Linked DNA regions of Zea mays: region 1 is linked to region 2. Evidence: chromatin contacts called from public Hi-C data. All regions are on one chromosome and are shown on one strand. The core of a region is the stretch at or near the end of the contact, and the rest is flanking DNA. Distances in the headings are between cores, read along the strand shown. Region 1 holds the start of LOC100383793. Region 2 holds the start of LOC100381708.

Evidence for each region. Hi-C and Micro-C count contacts between places; a contact is called where the count stands out from the background.
Region 1: a contact with region 2 is called in a Hi-C map of leaf, with 6 times the contacts expected there. The contact joins the promoter of LOC100383793 here to the promoter of LOC100381708 in region 2. A contact is called at or near these places in 3 of 25 Hi-C or Micro-C datasets (ear and leaf).

What each region holds. Positions count from the first base shown.
Region 1 is chr4:203,487,627-203,491,515 of Zm-B73-REFERENCE-NAM-5.0, forward strand. It overlaps LOC100383793, which reads right to left and starts at 1,496. Exons shown (of 19, transcript NM_001318377.1): 1 at 1,133-1,496; 2 at 876-949; 3 at 662-787; 4 at 476-569; 5 at 257-340; 6 at 1-135. The coding sequence starts at 1,387. It overlaps LOC100284035, which reads right to left. Exons shown (of 6, transcript NM_001156933.2): 3 at 3,498-3,734; 4 at 3,373-3,420; 5 at 2,810-3,294; 6 at 2,371-2,668. The coding sequence ends at 2,578.
Region 2 is chr4:203,220,673-203,224,984 of Zm-B73-REFERENCE-NAM-5.0, forward strand. It overlaps LOC100381708, which reads left to right and starts at 2,719. Exons shown (of 17, transcript NM_001361524.1): 1 at 2,719-3,167; 2 at 3,626-3,679; 3 at 3,794-3,947. The coding sequence starts at 2,763. It overlaps LOC103654458, which reads left to right. Exons shown (of 4, transcript XM_008681289.2): 4 at 1-805. The coding sequence ends at 264.

The DNA of each region.
Region 1 (3,889 bases), core at 246-2,745, 270 kb after region 2:
CAGGGTAATCTGAGTTCCACGTGTAAGCATTTTCTCAGGATCAGTCTCTTCCTTTATGACATAAGAGCTACTGTCAGCCACAGCTTCCCACACATACTGTTTATCTGATTTTGGGCTCTTGGTGGACACCACAACCTGCAATGCAGATTTGACAAAATGTCAACTTAAATAATGATCTAAGCCGATGCAAAACAAGTAAGAGTTCATTCCACGTTAAATTATTTAAGAACAAAATCATGCAAGAAATATCTCAAACCTTCTCTGCAACAAGAAAAGCTGAGTAAAATCCAACACCAAACTGACCAATTAGACCATTGTCCGCCCCAAGGTCTTTGTTTTCCTGAAGAGTAACCCATTTCACATTAGGGAAAAAAGACAATGAGACAATCACATAGACACTACATCATTTAAACCCTAACCATGTGCCATACTCATAGATGTATGCACAGTTGTCAAGGAAGGTATGAAGCTGCACCTTGAGGGCCTTCAGAAATTTTGAGGTACCACTCTGAGCAATGGTACCAAGGCAGTCCTTGAGCTCATCTTTAGTCATACCAACACCAGTGTCACTGTTGAAACCCCAATAGCCACCAGAAAACCATGCCATTAGAGTCTGTTCACAGAACACCAACATATAGTTCTGTCAGAAACAGGAACTTACGTGATAGTAATCGTTCCAGCATCAAGGTCAGGCTTAATTCTTATTTCTAGCTCGCCGCCATCAGCAAGCAAAGAAGAATCAGTGACGCCGAGGAACCTCAGCTTATCCAGCGCATCACTCGCATTGCTGGTAGAGCAGCAGGTAAGTAGCATCCATGAGTAATGGCATGTAATGAATTGCCATAGATTTCCAGGTTCCAGCAAGAGGTACTAACCTAACAAGCTCCCGGAGAAATACCTCCTTATGACTGTACAGACTATGGACGATCAAGTCCATTAAGCGGCTCACCTATAAGGTAGAACAGAAACAAAGATAAATGTATCAGTAACCAGTGGTGGCACACAATCAAACTCGGTCATACAGTTTTGGCAACATTTCGGCTGAACTACACTAACTACAAATGGAAGACGGTGCCAAATTAAAAGTTCCATCTGAAATAACAGATATATATGGATCGTGGCCATGTCTCACCTCCGCCTGGTACTCGAACTTCTCCCCAGCCGCCTCCTCCCCGGCGGGCTTCTCCACGACGGCCGCATCGCACCTCACCCTGAGCAACCTCCCCCTGCTTCTGTGGGCGTCCCACCTGAGCCCTCTGGAGCACCTCACCACCCCGCTCCCGCGCGGCGCAACCGAGCTCGCGGCGGACGGCGCCCTCCTCCCCGCGCAGGGCCGCAGCGCCGCCACCGACGACGCGCCCAGAGTCCCGCTCAGCGCCGGAGCCATGGGATGGGAGACAGTGACCGCTCACACCACGAGCTTGCGCGCCAACGTTCGTGGAAACGTGGAGAGGGAGCAGAGGATAAGGGAAGGGGTTAGGGTTTTCGTAGTAAGCTGTGGGAGGCCGGCGGGCTCAACAGGAGGAAGGAGATGAGATAGAGGCGCGGCCGAAGCTTCTAGGAGCAGTCGATCGGGCCCGAACACTACTGTCACTGAGTCACTGTGAGTCTGTGATTGTGAGCCGGGCCTCTTTCTTCTGGTTTCATAGGCCCAAACAGGCTTCTTTCTTTCATAGTAGCGAGATAGATTTTGATGTTTAACGTTCAATTCGCATGCCTTTTAAAATTTGACATTCAATTTATAAGTCTTTCAAAATTTGACATCTCTTTCACAATAACATACTATGAATCCTTTATATGTGGGCTAGAGTGTCAAATCATGAAATTTCTTCAAAGCTACAGCCCGTCCAAAAAAAATATGCACTCACTTTTGAGTTTTGAGGGCATTAGAATATTTTTAAGTACATATATAAAAAGGTACTAATATCTAGATCTAACGGACCAAGAGACCTGCTTGCACGATTGTACCTAATGGCTGCTTGCATATTAGTCGTTGTCGTATTTAATATAATTAGATTCCTGCCTGTGCACTGCCTGCGCAGCATCAGACCCCGCCCGTATCTACCACACCGCGTAAAAAATAGTGCAGAGCACTCAAACCCACACCCTTCCTGATCCAGAAACTTGGGACTAATCAGGATACCACACATACCTTATTATTTAGAAATAAACAATAATGTATTTGAATACATATTTCAATACTTGTTTATATAATATATAACAACCGTAGTAAAGCATGGTCAACTAGCTACTAAATTTATATGTATAAACATTAATAAGATTTAACATTTCGACGAATGTTACGTTTTTTTAGAAAGGAGGGAGTATTTTTCTTGCTGATAACAGGTTCAGCAGTCCCTGTCCGGACAGACCACAACGCTGTGTACGTGTGTTTACAAGCAACATAACATATACATGTGTAACAGAATCAGAAGCTGACATATATTTCTCTTTGCTCTGTTCGTGAACATCTTATGATTAACATTGCCATCACGCAGCTGTAGTTTTCTTTGTATCTAAAGCAGCAAGGGAAAAGAAAAATACTGACTCTGACAGCAACCAGAATTCCTTTTCCACTCAACTACCTCTGGAAAGCTCAGTGCTATCAGGAGGCTCTTTGAAGCAGTCGACATTGCACAAACCCATTGCTCTAATCTTCTCTCCGATCCTGCACAAGAATGATGAGAAGAAATAACAAAATCTGTATCACATTTCCGACATTTTAATTAAACTTGATGAAAGAGGAGAAAAAGAATCATTGACGGGGCTGGATTTTTCATCATCTCAGAAACTGGTGTGCAGAACAAACCTGTCGAAGCTTTTCCTTGGCTTTTCCGGCTGCTCGTGTTCGAGGATGCTGTCGAAGCAGTCGACGCTTCTCCTCGATCTCTCTCTCCTGTCTGTGCTGGACCTCGCCTTCTCCCTGTGGCCCGTGCTTCGCCTGCGCTTATCCGTGTGCTCGCTGCTCGGCCTAGGCTTTGCTTCATGGATCGTGCTCTTCTTCGATGACTCTAGCCTCCGCGAGATCATGCGAGGAGGAGCCTCGGAGATGGCTTCGCCGCCATGCTGCGTTCTGTTCTCAGCTGCCCGTGGCTCGTGCTCGGCCGCGGCGTCTTTTTCAGATGGCAGCTTCTTTATGGACAGTAAGAACTTCTTCAGATGTCGAATGAACACTGGGAATTTCTCCAGGTTGCCATGGTCACCTCCCTCGATCCACAGGGGTTCGTACTTGTGCTGGCACAGCTCGTAGAGCCGCTTGCCATGGGAGCAGTCCACCACGTCATCTTTGGTGCCCTGAAAACAATGCTCCAGTCCAGTTTATTGATGATCTAAATCCAGTATTAGAAGAATAATCCTGTATGAAGAGCTTACATGGATTACCAAAACCGGGCATTTAACATGCGGGATTTTGTCGATGTTCTGCAAGTCAAACAAGTGTTAGCATATATGAGATGATGCTAATTACTTACGCTGACACTTCGGTCAGAGAGGCAAACCTTGTATATGTCAAACCAGTACGTTTTCTTCACAGAATACATGACACGCAATCCAGACAGTATCGGACTGTGCAGAACCACAGCTCTTACGCCATCGAAACGAACAGCTAGATCAAGGGTTGGTCCGCTGCCAACAGACTGGCCATACAGAACAATGTCTTCTTCCCTAGTTCCATAGACGTCCACGAGGCACTTGTATGCAGCCTCTATGTCAGCAAAGGTATTAGCTTCACTTGGCTGAAGATGGATTTTACAGAAAGGTTGTGTCAGCACTCAGCACTATCATTCCTAAAAAGGGCCAGCTACTAAAAAATGAACTGATTTACACCCAAGAAAATCCCCTGAATCAAACTCACTGGAGCATAAATCAGTTTCAAGGCCCTCTTTCACAA
Region 2 (4,312 bases), core at 1,469-3,968:
CCAACTCTAGTTTTGGGGTACGCACCGCAGATTGGAAGTGACCCTCCACATCAAGTCCAGTTAGGATGGGATTTGTCCTTGCCAAGGATGGTTACTGGCGGCAGCATGGTCACTTGTTTATGTATATGGTGCAACAGTCAGTTCCATCATTTTGGCCCTGTTGATGGACAGCAGGCTAGTTCTTTTGGCTTCATTTGCCCCACCTGTAAAGATAGGATGTCTGGTCATCACAGTATGCCCAGCAATGGTTCATGGCAGCCTTGAGGTGCAGTGCTGTTTGTTAATCATCTGCATTTCTGCATCTGAGGGATCTCGTGGTTTTCTGTACACCATGTCTGGCGACTGTTGAGGACAGAAAATTGTCCGCACAAGCAGAAGTGGTCCCGCCTCCAAGTTCAGTGGACTGTCAAGGGTAGCTGGGAGCTGGAATGTATTTAGTTGGTACTAGGGTATGCAATGAGAGAAGTTGGGTTTCTCTACTACTTGTCAAAGATAGCAATGGGAGACCATGATGAATTCAGGCCATCTTTTTTTTTCTTGAATCCACCAGTTAAGCTGGCATGTTTGTCGGAGCTATATCTCAGGTTATTTTGAGCTCTAGCTTCGATGGGGAGTTGACTTCATTATTGGTACTGAACTTAAAATGACTCCAGTCCAGTGTCTTGTTGGTTGTGTAAATTATTTGTTAGCTCAGGTGGATTAGGCGCCTAGCTCTTGCTGTAATATTTCCCTAACACTGGGCAGCCTTTGTCTATCCTTTCCTGATGAGGTTCTGTTAGTCAAGCTGAAGTACATTTCTAGGTAAGCGTGGCTCTTGATTCTTGGACGTAAAATGCCAAGAGGCTATACGTTCGTTTCCGCCTGTTTCAACCTTACAAGGTAAGAAGAAAGGAAATCCAAACAGAGGCCAAGAGAGCCTGGCAGTTACAACCAGGCTGAGCTGGGATAGGCCAAATGCATATACAGGACTGAGCAGAGCACAAGTTTGGTTGCATGTATGAGCTAGAAAAAATGGAACCCCCTAAACCCTCTGTTTCTGATAAATGGAACTGTTTGGTTTAGGGAATGAAAACGAACGGGAACAGTAGAAAAAAACTCCCTCTTTCATTTCGGTTACCATATTTTCTTAGAACCAGCCGGCCGGTCTTCTCAGCCCTCAGCTGTAAACTGTCGTGGGCGATGGTGGGCCTAGGAGCTCGCAGGAGGTTCTTTTGAGTTGAATTTCTCCATCAATATGTGCTAAATTATCTTTCATATATCAAGTGATGAAGCTACAATATATTCTCCTGACTACGGGATATAAACGGGATTATCTCGATCAAATATGGTCAAATATGGTTGGAAAATACCCTCAGGCCCTGTTCGGTTGTTCCGGATTGGAGCACCGGATTAATTTCTAGTCAGATTACTTCTCTAATTTATATAAATTTTGATGAGCTGGAATGAATCCTGGCTTATTCCAGTATAACCGAACGGGCTCTCAACTGTTTCCGCTTCCGCTCCTGACTCATACCACAGCTAGTCTCATACTCTCATGGGCTCAATATTATAGCAAAGAATTACACAAAGCTTGTGCAATAAAATTAAGATAATAACGATGATCTGAACAATGATAATGATATCCTTGGTTGTGCAATAAACTTGATGTACTTGCAGTGAACAGGGCATTCTTCCTCTGTCTTGTAACCTTAATACCAGGCTCCTTTGACTTGCGCATGCCATTCTTTCACACCAGTTTGGCGAACATATCGATATTGCTTATTCTAACCACAAATTCTTTTTCAAATCAACATGTTGAGATCGGATGCCCGCGTGCGTGTAAGCATTATCGATACAATTTTTTGGTGGTGGTAGCAGTACATTTTATTATTTAAATCGAAATTTTAAATAAATGGTTTGAAATAAGACACGTTCAGTGGCACTTAGCGCTACGACTAGGGCTGGGAATTGGGCTGGGCTAGTCCGGTCCAAGCCCATCGTGCTTCGTGCCAAACGGGTTTGGGCCAGAAAAGTCCAAAAAACTTTTGGGTCGTGTCGTGCCAGCCCGAAGTGTAAAAAAAGTGGTCCAGCCCGTCCTAAACCACGTCGTGCCTTCATCGTGCCGGTGCCGACCCAAGCCCGACCCGTATATTTGACCACATAAAATCAGAATATTACAGCCATGTAAAGTTATAACTTACTAAATTAAAGATATTAAACAATTCTAGCATCATTTAACCACACAAACTCCAAATATAACAATAATATAAAGTCGATACCTTACTAAATTAAAAAAATTAAACATATTAGGCTTAATTGGGCCGTGTCAGACTAAGCTCGACCCATCTATGCGGGTCGTGCCGGGGTCTCGACGGGCTGAAATTTGAGGTCTGGCTCAGACCCGGCTTCGGATCATGCTAGTTCAAACCATATTATTTCATATCGGGTCATATTTTAGGCTCTTATTTTCGAGTCATGCTCGTGCTAGATCGAAAAGTCTTTCCCATGTTCCCAGCACTGGCTACGACAGCTGACGTTCCCGTTGGGCAGCAGAACTGCAGTGCACGCACCAACCCAATCCACCCCCCCTCGGCCCACGGCGGCACCACTACACCAGTCAGTCACCAGACCACTCTGCCGTCGCCGCCTACCTCGGCAACAGTCAGGACTTAGGACGCAACTCATCCCCGCCGCGAGCAACGCCAATGCTCCGACCGCTACACGCTACAGCCGCCGCCACCGCTAGCTAGGCCCAGCCGCCTCCTCCCTTCCCCTCCACGACGATGGACCCGACCACGCCCGTCCTTGCGCTCTCCAAGGCCTTCGCCTCCTCCCGCACCAAGCCCTTCCTCCTCCTCGCCCCGCACCGCCGCCGCTCCCTCTTCGCCGCCCGCGCGTCTGCCCCCTCCTCGTCCTCCGTGCCGGGCGACCTCCTCATCTCGCTCGCGCGGCTCGCGCTCCGCGGCCCCGGACCCCCCGCGGCGCCTCGGCGGTGGTTCGCGAGTGTCTCTTCTGCCTCGCCTCTCGCCTCGGGTGGTCCGCCCCGCGGCGGAGGCGGTCGGGGGAACGGTGATGGTGACGGCGGTGGTGGTGGCGACGGCTGGAAGCGCCCGCGCGCTTCCCAGGGAGCGGGTGTGGTGGAGGAAGCGGCAGCGCAGGGAGCCGATGTCATCGTCCTTGACGTTGGGGTATGGCTATTCCTGTAGCTGTAGTACGACGAGTAGACACTGACCACCTTCCGCTCTTAAACAAAATACCATATCATGTGTGGCATAGAAGGATCTTTTTACAACTTTTTGAATACTTGGCTACACGGATTGTTACTTTACCCACTTGTAACAGTTTTTTCATATTTAGAATTCGGATTGCCATAACATAACAAACATTCTCATACAATCATGAATCAGCAAACAAACCACTAATGCTACTGGTGGTAGAACCTGCTGGATTATCTCTTGTGTCAACAACCCATCTAAACAGCATCGTTTCTGGGACAATCACTAGAACCTCCAACCAACTAGTGTTTGTTCTGGGAAAAAAAACCCTATAAGTTATCATTTGCATGCATGTTTGTCCTTACATGCTACAGTTTCTGACCACCTTGTAATCTGTAGCTGTATTAGCCACTTGATTAGCTTCGTTGCAGGGAATGTCGTGTGGTGGATGCGCAGCAAGCGTGAAACGTATTCTGGAGAGTGAGGTAAGCTAAGTTAGATCAGCATGCCTTAGATGTAGAGCTTTTGGCCAAAGTGCTTGTTAGCTCTCTACTGTTTCTAGTAGTGTTTGTAACTCTGTATGTGCTTGGATTTTTCAGCCCCAGGTACGGTCAGCAACTGTTAACCTTGCCACTGAGATGGCAGTCGTCTGGGCAGTGCCCGAGGATAGTGTTGTTCAGGATTGGAAGGAGCAGCTGGGTGAGAAGCTTGCCAATCAGTTGACGACATGTGGCTATAAATCCAATCTTCGAGGTAAACGCTGCAATAATTGCTCAAGTACTGTCAAAGGGCTAAACTTGCACATTTTAGTTGGGAGTGATGGGGCAGTTGAATAATGGATACATTGTTAGTTTGGAACTTCGAATAAAGAGCTAAAATAATGGATGTTTTTTTAACACTGCTCCCTCGTGTCCCTGGGTGCACTGTAATTTTTAACCTGTACTTACGCTCTTTTCCTATCTTAATTGAAAGGCAGAGCTCCATTTTGTTTCAAAAAAAATAAAGAACTAAAATAATACCTTTTCTTTTCAATAGAAAATGTCGACGACCATAACTCAAATAGTTAAATCTCTTAACCAACTGGATGTTCTTCTGGATATTTTAAATGGAAAGATGAA